Regions from separate parts of the Mus musculus genome. Here regions 2, 3 and 4 are each linked to region 1. The links are chromatin contacts, called in public HiCAR-type and promoter capture Hi-C maps. All regions are on one chromosome and are shown on one strand. The core of a region is the stretch at or near the end of the contact, and the rest is flanking DNA. Distances in the headings are between cores, read along the strand shown.

Region 1 (3,399 bases), core at 486-2,985:
GCAAAACAAAGATAGTTGAAAGGAAATAATGAATTCTGCAGTTCATTAGAAAGCCCAGCCTAATAAAGAGCATAGTCGCTAAACAAGAGAGCAATGTCTGTCTCCTGCCTCTGTCTCTCTCTCTCCCATCTCCCCTTCCTAAAGATCACCAGCCCACAACAATAAAAATTACAATCACCGACAAACCGCTGTCCTAATCCCATTGTTCACCGGTTCCCTCAAAAGCATACCGATGTATTTTCCTAAGTTTTTTTTTTTTTGATCCAAAGCGAATGTTTTTTTTTTTTTTTTTTTTTTCCGTCATTCTCCAGAAATCCACAACGGACAAAATGCTCCCAATTCGAACTAATGAGAGCCACTCAAATAATATGACTGGGCAGCCACCGGGTAAGACAAGAGACCTTTCCATTCAAAGACAATGTGCACAAACTCAACACACACACACACACACACACACACACACAAAGCTAACAATATTTACCAACACAAGTGCAACCACATTACGAATCCACTTTTTCATTCCTAACGTGGAATCATTAGTTTCTGAAAATGTTTAATTTCTCTTAAATCCCCTTCAATCAAGGAAAATAAACCACCCGGCCACGAGCCCATCTCAGCAGCCCTGGCGCACGGTACAGCTGGGTTGAGGAAGGATGAGGATGAGCCGAGAAGGGGTCACACAATCTCTCCGCTTCAGACCGGGGGGCGTGTCCCCCAAGGTTTTTTTTTCGCTTCCCTTCTACCGGAACGACAGATGGAAGTGCCACAAGAAGCTAGCCGCACGGCTCACAGGGCCTCGGGATTTGGTGTGGGGAACAGAAAGGAAAAGGAGGAAAAAGCTGAGGTTTCGAAAGGTGCACAGGAAAACCGGCTCGGCGCGGTGTGGTGGGGGCAGCATCGGCCACCCAGGAGGGCCGAGCCGCGCAGCTCCCGCCCCGTCTAGCTGCCCGGCCCCCGCCACCCCACCCCCGGGGCGAGCGAAGTGCAGAGCAGCCCGGGCAGGCGGCGGGTCCGGAGGCGCCCGGGCTGTGGGGCGGCCGGGAGGGAGGGACCCTCTGTACCCGTTGTTCTCCGCACAGCAGCAGCTCCGGGTAGCTGAACTCCACGCAGCTTTCGTCCGTGGGGTCCTTGAGCACCAGCTCCAGGCGAACCGTCTCCTTCGGCGGTCGCGGCGGCGGCTCCGCCCGGGAAGCCGACTCCCGCGGAGGGGGAGTCTGCAGGGGCAGCGGCGGCGGCGGCGGCTCGGGCCGCGGGGGCTCGCGCTGCAGCGCCATGGGCGGCTCGGCGCGGCTGACCTCGCGCTGGGGGAGCGGCTTGTCGCGCGCCGGGGGCTGCGCGTCAGCGCGGGGGGCCGGCTCCGCCCGGGCCGGCTCGCGGTACGGCTGCGGCTCCAGTCGGGGGGGCTCGCGCTCGGCGCCCGCGAAGTCGGCCTCGCGTCGCCTCACCGGTGACAGGCTAATGAACGCGACTCTGCGCGGCTCCGCCATCCCCACTGTTCTGGCCCTCGGCGCTCGCTCGAGCCGGCTCTCGCCTCGACGCCGCACGGCGCGCCTGCCCGCCTCTCCTTCTGCTCTCCGTCACTTTTCTTCCCTCCAGCACCCTCAGCTGTCCCCGCGGACGCCACCGTGAGTGCGGACCGGGTCCCCGTCCCCGCTACTACGTTCTGATGGGCTCCACCGCCATCGCCAGGGTCGCCGCAGCCGCCATGTTGGATCCCCCACATAAATAGAAGCAGGCCGCTGAGCGGGCGCATGCGCACACTCGAGACGCTCGCGTCCACAGTCGTGGCTGTTGCTCAGTTTTCCCCTTTTCCTCTCAACAGTCTGGAGGCCAGACAGCTCGGCGGAAGTGACGTCACAGACAGGCCTGTCTCCGTGGCAACGGGGACGCTCTCTGCTTTGCTTTCAAAGGAGGGGTTTGGGGTTCCCTGAGTGATTTCCTCCTCTCGCCCGGAAACCGAGGCACGCTCGCCGATCCCTTAGGGTGAGCGTCGCGATGTGCCTGGGACCGACACAGTCATGGCGCCGGGTCCCGCCCGACGTTGGCCTCTGGCTCTCGGCGCTGGGGAACAGGGTTGTCAGCTGAGGATTCCAGGCGGACCCAGGGCAGGGGTGAGGGGCTCGCGGCCCGGCGCCGGGCCCGCCGGTCTGTTGTCCCGTCACCTGAGGTGTCCAGGGTAGAAAGGCGAAAACTAAACTCTCCTCAGACCCCTCCCGAAAGCGCTACGCTGCCTCCCACACCGCTGCCTCCCACACCTCTTCCTAGCCGCTTTGCGCATGGCGGTGAGACGTTCAGTGACGCGCCTCAGTTGGGAAATTGAACTGGCAAAGGAACAGTTCTTGAAGACTTGAACGTCTTGGCAGCCTTTGGTGTTATTTTAGGGGACATGCTCCCGGGGGAAGAAAATTCACGGCTCATCTTTGAGTGGGAAGGAGCGTTGCTTAGGCTTCGTTGGAGCATCGTGGGAAACGAACTGGAATTCAGATTTTAACGGACGAGAATTACTAGCCCTTTTCATCTATTCAATAGAAAGGGAATTGAAAGACTCCCTTGCCGCATCCTCAAGGAAACCCAAGCTTGTTAATTGCATCAACTATATTAGATGTTGAAGAGCTGAGTCAAAGAGTCGTCACAGACGTTTTTAATATTTGCTCTTCTATTCCTTTCCAAAGGTGTACCAAATGGTGATGGAATGTTCAACCCAAAAGATTGTGCTAGCTCTAAGCCAGGTGTAGAGATGTATCCCTTTAGTGTCAGGAAGATACAGGCTGTTACATTTCAACATGGTCCACATAGACAACTGCAGGTCAGCTAACACTTCTTTTTTTTTTTTTTTTTTTTTTTTTTTGGTTTTTTGAGACAGGGTTACTCTGTGTAGCCCTGGCTGTCCTGGAACTCACTCTGTAGACCAGGCTGGCCTCTGCCTACCGAGTGCTGGGATTAAAGGCATGCGCCACCACGCCCGGCCAGCTAACACTTCTTAATGGAAGTGGGTGCACTCTGGAGCCAGGCGGATCTCTATGAGTTCAAGGCCAGCCTGGTCTATTTAGTGACTTCTAAGACAGCCAGACCTACATAGTGAGACCCTGTCTGGAAAAAAAAAAAAAAAAAAAACTGGCAGCAGCAACAAGAAAAAAAAAAGAGGAAGATGATGAATTTCTTCCTTACAATGCTGCAATATTTTCTTGACACTATATTTTACCTCCAACATTCCTTCCACTGCTCCTGGTTCTGTTTGGGTCTCCTATTTTTGGATTGAAGTGACCTTTCTGCCCACAGACTCTGTTTCTGCCATCTTAAAATGGGCAATTAAAGTTTTTGGAACACTTTCTTTTTTTCTTTTTTTTTTTTTTCTTTAGTTTTTCGAGACAGGGTTTTTCTATATAGCCCTGGCTGTCC
Region 2 (3,157 bases), core at 196-2,695, 1.2 Mb before region 1:
CCGACTGCTCTTCCGAAGGTCCAGAGTTCAAATCCCAGCAACCACATGGTGGCTCACAACCATCCGTACACGAGATCTGACTCCCTCTTCTGAAGTGTCTGAAGACAGCTACAATGTACTTTCATATAATAAATAAATAAATCTTAAAAAAAAAAAAAAAAGTATCAGTAACTGAGCACAAATGCCTGGGAAGCCAGTACTGAAGCTGGCATTCACAGGGATCCCACTCTGACGACTCAGAGACCCAAGACAAGTGGTCTATCATTAGACTCCTGAATCAAGCTGTAGCCCCATAATGAAAGGGCGAAAAGTAATAATAAATCAACGAGAAGGAAACTGAAACTTAGTTACCAGAAGCCAAACTTCAGGTAAGTTTCCACCTGAACTATTGCTGGGTTGGACCTTTTGTGGCCCAAAAACCCAAACCAAGGGCTGGGAACTTAGATGAATAGTGGAACCCTTCTTCCCCCGTTGGAGGTAAGGGAAATCCAAGCTAAGTAGTGAAACTGGACGGGAAGCATCCCCAAAACGGTATGAAGATCTTAAAAGAAATCTCGGTGGACAAAACCTGCCAGGTTATATGCGAGCGAGAGAGAGACAGAGACAGAGAGACAGAGACAGACAGAGACTGAGAGACAGATCAATACAACAAAATAAAGCTATAAGTATTACAAATCTCGGGTGGAGAGAAGGCAAAATGAGTAAGACACAGCATCCAATCTAGGATTTAAAGTGCCAAATCTAAACACTGACTTGGGGGCGCACGCCTTTAATCCCAGCACTCCGAAAGCAGAGACAGGAGGATCACTAATGAGTTCCAGGTCAGTCGAGGCTACACAGTGAGGCTCAAAAAAAGTGCCAAATTTTAATCGTAAAAATGTACCTAATGGTGAAAAGAACAGACTATACTACCTTACTGACTCAAGGTCTCCGTGTCTGCCCTGCCTGGACCCGTCTTGTCTCTGAGCCCATCTCCACCCGTCTCCATGCGCTCGGGACCTCCACTAGCCAGCTGCTTGGAAGGCTCAGTCCGGGAGACTGTGCGGGACTGGATTCTTATCACTCGGGTCTTAGTTAACGCCTCTCTCCCGCAACCCTGCGCCATCCCTTCACCTCTAGCCCACCAAGCCGACTAAAAGGCCAGTCTCGGTCCAGGCAAAACTACAAGACCCAGCATGCCTCGGGCGGCAGCGGAGTTTCACGCACCCTCCCGGGCGACTGCTTCAAGGTGACAGCGTCCGGATGGCAGCGCTGCCTGTTCAAGCCGGCCGAACCCTCGCCCCCGCCCGACACTCACTGACGGACTCCACTGTCTCCAGCCGCCCGCGCGCGGCAGCCCCGGAGCAGGCGGCCTCCGACGCGGCCGAAAGGTACCAGACGGGTGAGCGCAGACATACTAGCAAGACTGCAGTTCCCACCCCTGATGCGTCACTTCCCCGAGTCCCGGCCCGTGACGTCACTGCGTCGCACTGCGTCTCTACCCGGGCTGATGGTAGGCCACAGGGGACAAGTTCAAGCCATTGGCGGACCTTAGAGGCTCCAGGTTAACGGGCAGATAGGTCGTCCTTCAGGAGGAGCCCTGGCTGCCTCGTGGCACAGCCTGGCAAGGTGCTCTTGGCTGACCTTACTGCTGCTCCCTGCTTTGGCTCATATAGACGGTGCTTTCATGCATGTTCTTGCCACTGTGGGCCCTTGTTAAAGGCCTAAGCCCTTTCTGAACCACGCAATGTTTATTTTATAACATCGCAATGTTTATTTTATAGCATCGTTGTTTCAGCATTGTTCTGAATGACTAATCAGCCAGGGTGTTAAATTTCAGAACCTGGACTGGTGGCACGGGAATCACCTGAGGAACCCAACCCGGCACACTCGGAATAAGTCGGCCAGGAACATGGGGGAAAGTTCCTAACGCCTCGAGCCTTAGCCAATTCGAGGTTTTTTGGCATTTCCTCTTGTTATTAATGTAATAAGCAAGCAGAAAAATAAGGACATGAGGGCAGTCCAGTTAAGATGCAACACCAAGATGGCAACAAATCGAGACCTGACTTCAGCCGTAGAAATGTACTCGCAGTGGGAGCTGTAACACAAATAGATGCACGTAGACGCGCAGATGCGCTCAGTCTCCGGCCATTAGTGGGGAGGGAATATGAATTTTCAAGCTCATCCTCATAAAACAAGACATACATATCTGTTCCGAGTTACTAGGTCTATAGGATAGCCTACTGTCATCTTTCCAGAAAAACTAATTTTTTCACTCACTTCAGATTTCCTTCAAGAAACAAAGGCTCCACTGGCTATTAAAATAGTCCGCCTTCCTCGGCCTGCTTTTTTCTCTCAGTATTGCCTCTGTTGAAATCTGGATAGACTCCAAACCTAAGACTACTCCTAACCCCAAGAGGTTGTGAGAAACGGACTTTTTTCTATAAACAGTAGCTAGCACACCAACAGTCAATACTCTAATAATCTCCACCTTGTAAAATTATTCAAGTATTTTAATCATCTGGAAAACCTGTTTACACAAAGGCCTTCCATTCTGACGACAAGAGCTATGGACCCCTTCCTTCCCTCCTTCCTTTGCATCTATTAGGAACTATCCAACCATGGCAGAGTCTGAGGTCGCACTCTACCAATAGGATGAGACACAGTCATCACCTGTATTAGAATAACAACTGAACTTCCCGCCCTAGTGTGCTTGCAAGGCCACTGTAAGTTATGGCACATTTTACCAAAAGAAAAATTAATAATAATAATAATAATATGTTGCTTTGCAGGATTACTTTCGCTATGATCTAGTGGGTAGGGGTGTGTGTGATACCAAGAATATTGATTCCAACAAGGTCTTCCCTGGTACATTATGGTTTGGGTTGGTTGATTTGAAGAACATGCAGTTTTAGGTTATAACATTAGTGTACCAACATCACATATTAGAAATTTGCTATGATGTTTCATATTCAAGAGTCAAGTACTCATCAAGGCCAGACTTGAATTTAGTGACTTGGAAGCATCAAATATGACTGATAATTTGCCTTCTGTGCCCATATGTGGGCCTCTTTGCCCTTTTATGTAACAGGAAACCTGTCCTAGGAGTCAAACCCAAGGGAGACCTTGAGTGTTGTTATGTGTGGGCTCACATGTACCATGGCATAAATGTGGTGAT
Region 3 (3,333 bases), core at 708-3,207, 1.4 Mb before region 1:
CCAGGTAGTTTTTGGTCAGTGTTTCATCACAGCAACAGGGAGGCAAACTAGAATAGAGGTCTTCATGTTTATAAAACATTGGTTTAAAAACAACCCAAACCTCCAGAAACAGAAAACACAAGTGAAAGTTCTCCAAGGACTGTTGCCGCCTAGGACACTGGGGTAGGTGGCTGTAGTTATGCATAGGACTTTAACAGCCTTGGTGTAAATGTTAATAAGATTGCATACTATAATGTGAGTTGATAACATATTAAAACTTGGCAAACACAAATTCTATAGGAGCAAAGACAATGTCAATTGAATGCCCTCCTCTAGATATAGAACTTGCTGCTGACTTGCCTCAATTCTAAAATCTATTTTACTGTATTTATGTAAGACTTTGATTAATGCTCAGAAAATAAGCACTCGTTTCTCAATCGACCTACCAAGCACTCAATAGGCACTGTATAGTAATCCCTATAAAAGGTGGCTCTATTGAAAGCAGATTTTGCAAGGAGCGAAATACTGATAGTGTTTCTGTTGTCAGTGAAAGGCTTGCCGAGGAGACATGCCTTTTTTATGAGAGGCGGTCTCTCAGCTCTTGTTTTTTCAAGGAAGAAATTCAGAGGAGACACACAGTGTAAGCAGTTTATCTAACAAAGCAAGCGAAGATTTCAAGGAGTGAGCTGTTCCAAAGAGAAGGGCAAGAGCACAGTAGATTCCCCGTCGTATTTTTTTTTTAATTCTTACATTTATAAAGTGGGTGTCATAGTGATAGAGTAGGGCGAGCCTTTTTCTTTCCTAAGTCACGGTGGGTCAGATCACTTTTGAAGGATATTTCTTCTCAGGATCCTCTAGAAAAGCTTATCCTGGCCAAGCCCACAATGAAAATAATATCGTAATGAAGTCATGGTCTCTGCAGGATGCTGACCCTTCACTGGTGCACACGTAGGCAAATACCCCGGTACCTTAGTTGTTGATGCGGTATGAGCAACCTATCTTCATTCCCAAGGACAGTCAACGGTAAAGGGCACTCTGACCCGCAGCTGACACAGCTGCGCAGATAAAGCTGCAGTTTTCTTGGCCCACATATCTGATTTCTTTTGAGATTGCTCAAGATCTCATGATTGATCTCATACTGTCCGTTACGATATTTTCTTGCTCCACAATTAAGACATCTTGCTTTTAAAAAACAATTGAGAGTTTATCATAAAAGTTTGAGTCTGGGATTGACGGCCCAGGTGTGTACCTTTAATCCCAGCACTCAGGAGGCAGAGGCAGATGGGTCTCTGAGTTTGAGGCCAGCCTGGTCTACACGGTGAGTTCCAAGACAGCCAATGCTACATAGAGAAACCCTGTCTCAACAAACAAAACAAAACAAAAAAAGAAAAGAAAAGAAAAAGGCTGGGGACAGAGTTTTACACTAGCTTATCCAAATGTACAAAGAGAAGCAGAACTTAGGCTATCTTCCAAAACACAATTTCTCTGTGTTACTGCTCCTGTCTATCTCCTATCCAAGAGTTCTATCCCTGTACCCCGAAAAGAGAACCACAGCTCAACTCCTTGATTGATAGGAACCCAACACGGTCAGAAAGACTCTGAGCTAGCATCAAGTATCTTTGGAACGCAAAGAGCATAAGCTCTAATGAAAAGAAAAATGAAACGTGAAGACAAAGGAAAAATACTGCATTTCATTCTATTATCACAGAGCAAGGAGCTTCAGCGAGGAGGGACTCAGCTCTGGCTATTCTCGACAAAATGATGCGTGTGGTCCCTCTAGAACCTTCCTGGATAGCCAAGGCTCCCCCACTCTCAGAACCACACCCACACAACCCGGCTTTCCTCGCGGGCGGAGGCCCTGGGCTCAGAGCGAGCGCGGCCGCTAGGTGTCGCCCGAGGTCCCGCCCCCAGGGAGTGAGAGTAGTTCCGGGTTGTCCGCCGACTCCGCTCTAGCCATCAAGCTTCCGCCTCTCTCCTGCTCTCTGGAGCTGGGAAGCAAGTAAAGGGGGGCGGGCCTTCCGGGGACGCGCGTGCGCGAGGTCAGGAGCAGGTAAGGCAAGCGGAGCGCTGGGGTCACAGCAGAGGGCGGCGGCGGTGCGGGCGGACCCGGGTCCCTAACCTGGTGGAATTGCCAGATCCAGTCGAGTCAGTTAGGGGCCTTCCTGGAGCTTCCACGTGTACCCCACAAACACCCGAGGCTTTCCCCTTATCCTGTGGGGAACTGAACAAACCAAAAACGCACTTCCTTTCTCCTAGTGAGCCCGCCCTCGCACTCAGTTTTGTGTGGGATGCGCCGGCGATATTTGTTGATTGTTATTTAAAATGCAGTTTAGATGATGCTTGGGAAAATGAATGACTCTACTACAGCTTCCAGCGCCGGAGGAGTGCGCGAATCAGACAGCGGAGAGTATGAGTTGTGCATGCTGAACAAAAAAAAAAAAATAAAGTTATCTGTTCGGAGGGGTTCATGCCCTGTGACCCAGTAAAATAATTGGTACCAGTTTTTAAATGCTCTGAGCACGTTGCTTCTCAGTAACAACTCGTATGCATTCCTTGGGTCGTGATTAGGCAGGCACTATGCCTTCAGCTTTCCTTGTCAGTCGAAACTCAAATAATAAGGTAAATTGTACTCCTGATGTTGATAATTGACCTACACTTATACCCACACAAGTGTACCTGCAAGCATTTTAAATAAATAGATCCATGAGAAAGATAAACTTATCTTTTTATGCCAAAAGGGGAAAAAAGAGTTCTGAATTTTCAGATGTGGGCTTTATGTGTTTTGCTTGACATATTTAAGTAATTTGGTTTTGCTTCTCATTTTCAACGGTTATTTTCACCTGTATTTTTCTTTCATTCACATTTAAAGAAACATGATATTTCAAAGGAACTAATTTGTGAGGCTGAAGAGATGGCTCAGTAGTTAATAGAGCATATTGCTCTTGCAGGATCCAGGTTGAGTTTCTAGTCAGATAACTCACAACCACGTATAACACCATTATAGGGCAGAGGTTCTCAACCTGTGAGTCACATATCAGATATCCTGCATATCAGATATTTACATTACAATTCATAAATTCATAACAATAGCAGAACTGCAGTTATGAAGTAGAAATGAAATAATTTTATGGTAGAGGGGTCAGCACGACATAAGGAACTGTATTAAAGGAACGCCGCATTAGGAAGATTGAGAACTACTGGTCTAGGGGAACCCTCTCCATCTTGCCTCCCTGGGAACATAGTCACACAGACCCACCCACAAATAACTTTTGTTTGTTTGTTTTTAATTTTTACCCTATTGTGTAACTCCTAGGATAATTTTATGTGAATTGAAATCTAATTGGCATGTAAATC
Region 4 (3,303 bases), core at 644-3,143, 1.1 Mb after region 1:
TCTGTAGACTAAGATCTAATGAAGGTGAAGGAGACAGCCTGGTGGATATTGGAGACAGATGAGGAGACCAGCACGCTCCAGTGGACAAGAATGAGGATAGGCAGAGTAGAGGGTAGATGAGATATGCACATAAGTCAGCCCTGAATGCGAGGGGGAAGTGGGCATGTCCTCATCCATGCACTCGGACGACCTCGAGAGATCAACTACCGACCACAAGGACAAAGCGAACTTGAGCCTAAGAGCGCTACTCCATTAGCAATATTTAAAAAGTGGAACGGTGACATGACAGAATGGTTTGGGAAGGTATGGCTACTGAGGAAGGTGATCCAGGAATTCAGGGCTGTTGGTATTTAATCTAGATGTTTGTGGATTTTGCTGTAAAAGCAGCTGAGGCTCCCCTCTGAAGAGGGTGTACACTGCCCCAGAATGATTAACCTCCTCCACTAACTAGCCTGGGTGTGAAGAAAGTCACTTGAAAGATGTTAGGGAAATCCAGATGTGTGTGTGTGTGTGTGTGTGTGTGTGTGTGTGTGTGTGTGTGTGTGTGTGTGTGTATGTGTGTGTGTATGCATGTATGTGTGTGTATGCATGTATGTGTGTGTATGTGTGTATGTGTGTGTGTGTGTGTGTGTGTGTGTGTGTGTGTGTGTAGTGCTGATCCCCAACAGGTAGTCTTTTTCCCTTTCTCCCTGAAAAAGTCCCTGCCCTGTCTTATATAATGTACATGTGAGGGGAACTGCACACCGTGAGAGCTGGGCGAGGCTTGAGATTCCTTTGCTCAACCTCCTAATTTTAGGGCAAAAGAAGGCCATCTTTACTAGCACATACATCTACATAGGTAGTTTGGTTACTTGCACTTACTGTTGAGCATAGATCTTTCTCGCGTTTCCTGACAGCAGAGATTTCCTGGGTGAAAAACATCTAATTTAGAAAATGATCTGTCTTAAACACTTCGTTGCCCATCGTTCAAACCGCACAGATTTCAATAGTCTTAGAAACAAAAAACTGAGAGAGCAGACATTACATTCCTCCAGCGCATTAGGTTTCAGCCTTGGTGTCTGAACCGGTAGAAGCCCCTTCCTGGGCTAGCTCCTCCTGTCCTCTTCTTGTGAACCCTTAGCATAGGAACCCACAGCACGAGGCGCTCGGGTCCCCACTTCTGCTCTCAGCCTTCTGCTTCACCGAGGATCCTGTGATCCGATTCAATCTAATTAACAGCTGTTTAGGGAGCATCTTTAAGCTTTTAGAAGGCACCAAGCAAGGATCTAGGCGCGGGCGTTCATGGGTGAAGATGTCCCGACCGACCCTCTCCTTGAGAAGAAGAAGCGGGAGCTTAAATCTAGCCCCTTCCATAATTCACATGGTTAAAAAATTCCTCCCAAGGTTCCTCCAGATACACCCCACCACCCCGGCCTCCAAAGGTCCCCCACGTCTGGAGGTTACTGCTTGGCGCCAGCTCTGATGCTGCAAGAAGGTGACGGACAAAATGCTGCCTCGGGCATCTGTCATCAGTGGACTGGACTGAGATGTGCCCAGCAGCTCATCAGTGCTGAGTAGCTCCTGGGTCCGGGTCCGCTTCCCTTGTGCGCTAACCAGGGCGCGGCAACCCGGCTTGCCTCCAAGTTTCCCTGGGCACTCTCCTTTCTTGATGACCAGTGTTTGTCCCCAGCGTCCTAAGCCCCGCGGCTCCCACCCTTTCCCTCTCTCCTCCACTGCGATCCATTGCCTGCAGGCAGAGTTCAAGTTCAGTCCCGGCTTTTGCTCTGGATTTAGAAAAAGGAGAAGGGGTGGGAGAATTGGAGGGAGCCGGCTGGTCGGGCGAGGCCGAGGGGAGGCGGAGAGAGGTGGCCTCTGATTGGTTGGGGAGGGGGAGTGGAGGCACGGAGTTTCCCACAATGCCCCGGTGCGGTGCAGCCGCGGATGGATGCTGCGGGAAGGGGCTGCCATTTGCTGCCCCTGCCAGCGGCGCGCGGACCTGCCCGCGCTCCCGCCGCCTCCAGCGCCCTCAGCCCGACCGGCCTCTGCAGCGGCACCACCTCGGCTTCTTTCGCGGCCGCCGGAGCGGTCGCCATGAACCCCAGCTCCTCGGCGGGAGAGGAGAGAGGGGCGACGGGTGGCAGCAGCAGCAGCGGAAGCGGCGCCGGGAGCTGCTGCCTGGGCGCCGAGGGCGGCGCGGACCCGCGGGGTGCAGGGGCAGCGGCTGCTGCTGCCTTGGAGGAGCCCGCGGCCGCCGGACAGAAAGAGAAGGAAGAGGCGCTGGAGGAGAAGCTGAGGGACTTAACTTTCCGGAAGCAGGTCTCTTACAGGTAGGCGCGGGAGCTAGCGAGACAGGTGCCGCCCAGGGCGGGGGACACTTGCTCTAGCTCCAGAGAGGCACTTCTGTAGAGTTGGGGTTCAGTCTCTCTCTCTCTCTCTCTCTCTCTCTCTCTCTCTCTCTCTCTCTCTCTCTCTCTCTTCAACCTTCGTACCTCCGTGGTTTTGCTTCTATGTATGTCTGTCTATCTGTCTCTCTCTCCTGGGGATATGTTGTTCTCATCCTCTAATTCTGGGTTGAAGAGAAGAAGTGGGGTGCCCCAGCTTCTTCTCCCTGTAACACCCAGGGAGGGGTGCACTTGTAACAGAAGAGAACACTAAGGTCAGAACAAGATCAAAACCACATCTGTGAGTGTATGGGGTGCAAACCCAGACATGCCCAGTTAGAAGAGTTGCCAAAGTTGTCCCTAGGCTAGTGTCATCTCCACACTCCCCCATCCTTGCCGAGTTCACTGGGTGAGCCTTGGGCACTAACCGGATCGCTGAGATCTGTTCTGACAGGCAGCAAAGAATAAGCCATACAGAACAGAAATCCTTATGGGACGTTCTTGTCTGTTAAAGACTAGTGAGCTATGGGTCTCTTCTTGTAGGTATGTAAGTATGTCAGTGGGTGTTGGTGTTACATGCCTGTGTGTTCTCTCCCTCTCTCAGTGTGGACAGCCTACTCCCAGGCTTACCTCCCCCCAACCCCCTGCCCCCACCCCACCCCCACCCCCCGTCCCAGTGCTGGTGAGAAGAGATCACACTGGCACCTGAGGCTGGATGTGTCTTTGACACTAGGACAGTGTACGGTGAACGTCCACCCAATTACGCTTTATGAAGCCCCAATTGTGTGAGGATCCAAACCAAAGGGAAGATTTCATAGGTTCCTTACACTGCTCTCCCATTCCCAGGCACGAGAGACGGCGCCGAGACCACCCTCACTGGTGATTTTTAAAAGTTGAGGCCATAAGCAGAGTCTTGCTGGGTCTCAGAGTGATACTTGGAAAG

The links. Promoter capture Hi-C pulls out the DNA fragments that hold promoters and counts their contacts. HiCAR-type assays count read pairs that join an accessible place to other places. Capture Hi-C pulls out chosen DNA fragments and counts their contacts.
Region 2: a promoter capture Hi-C map of liver shows a contact between it and region 1, with 2.9 times the contacts expected there. The contact joins the promoter of Ndufb2 here to the promoter of Ubn2 in region 1. A contact is called at or near these places in 1 of 39 promoter capture datasets (hippocampal neurons), 2 of 484 Hi-C or Micro-C datasets (CD4 T cells and rod photoreceptor) and 1 of 9 other capture datasets (liver).
Region 3: a contact with region 1 is called in a promoter capture Hi-C map of pre-B cells, with 4 times the contacts expected there. The contact joins the promoter of Mrps33 here to the promoter of Ubn2 in region 1. A contact is called at or near these places in 1 of 39 promoter capture datasets (pre-B cells) and 1 of 115 datasets of contacts at active chromatin or transcription factors (pancreatic cancer cells).
Region 4: a HiCAR-type map of astrocytes shows a contact between it and region 1, with 2.6 times the contacts expected there. The contact joins the promoter of Dgki here to the promoter of Ubn2 in region 1. A contact is called at or near these places in 1 of 39 promoter capture datasets (hippocampal neurons) and 1 of 115 datasets of contacts at active chromatin or transcription factors (astrocytes).

Annotation. Positions count from the first base shown.
Region 1 is chr6:38,432,261-38,435,659 of GRCm38.p6, reverse strand. Ubn2 (ubinuclein 2) reads right to left here and starts at 1,735. Exons shown (of 17, transcript NM_177185.4): 1 at 1,062-1,735. The coding sequence starts at 1,487.
Region 2 is chr6:39,590,853-39,594,009 of GRCm38.p6, reverse strand. Ndufb2 (NADH:ubiquinone oxidoreductase subunit B2) reads right to left here and starts at 1,445. Exons shown (of 4, transcript NM_001358797.1): 1 at 1,298-1,445. The coding sequence starts at 1,395.
Region 3 is chr6:39,809,560-39,812,892 of GRCm38.p6, reverse strand. It overlaps Mrps33 (mitochondrial ribosomal protein S33), which reads left to right and starts at 1,957. Exons shown (of 3, transcript NM_010270.2): 1 at 1,957-2,029.
Region 4 is chr6:37,298,566-37,301,868 of GRCm38.p6, reverse strand. Dgki (diacylglycerol kinase, iota) reads left to right here and starts at 1,893. Exons shown (of 34, transcript NM_001081206.2): 1 at 1,893-2,306. The coding sequence starts at 1,921.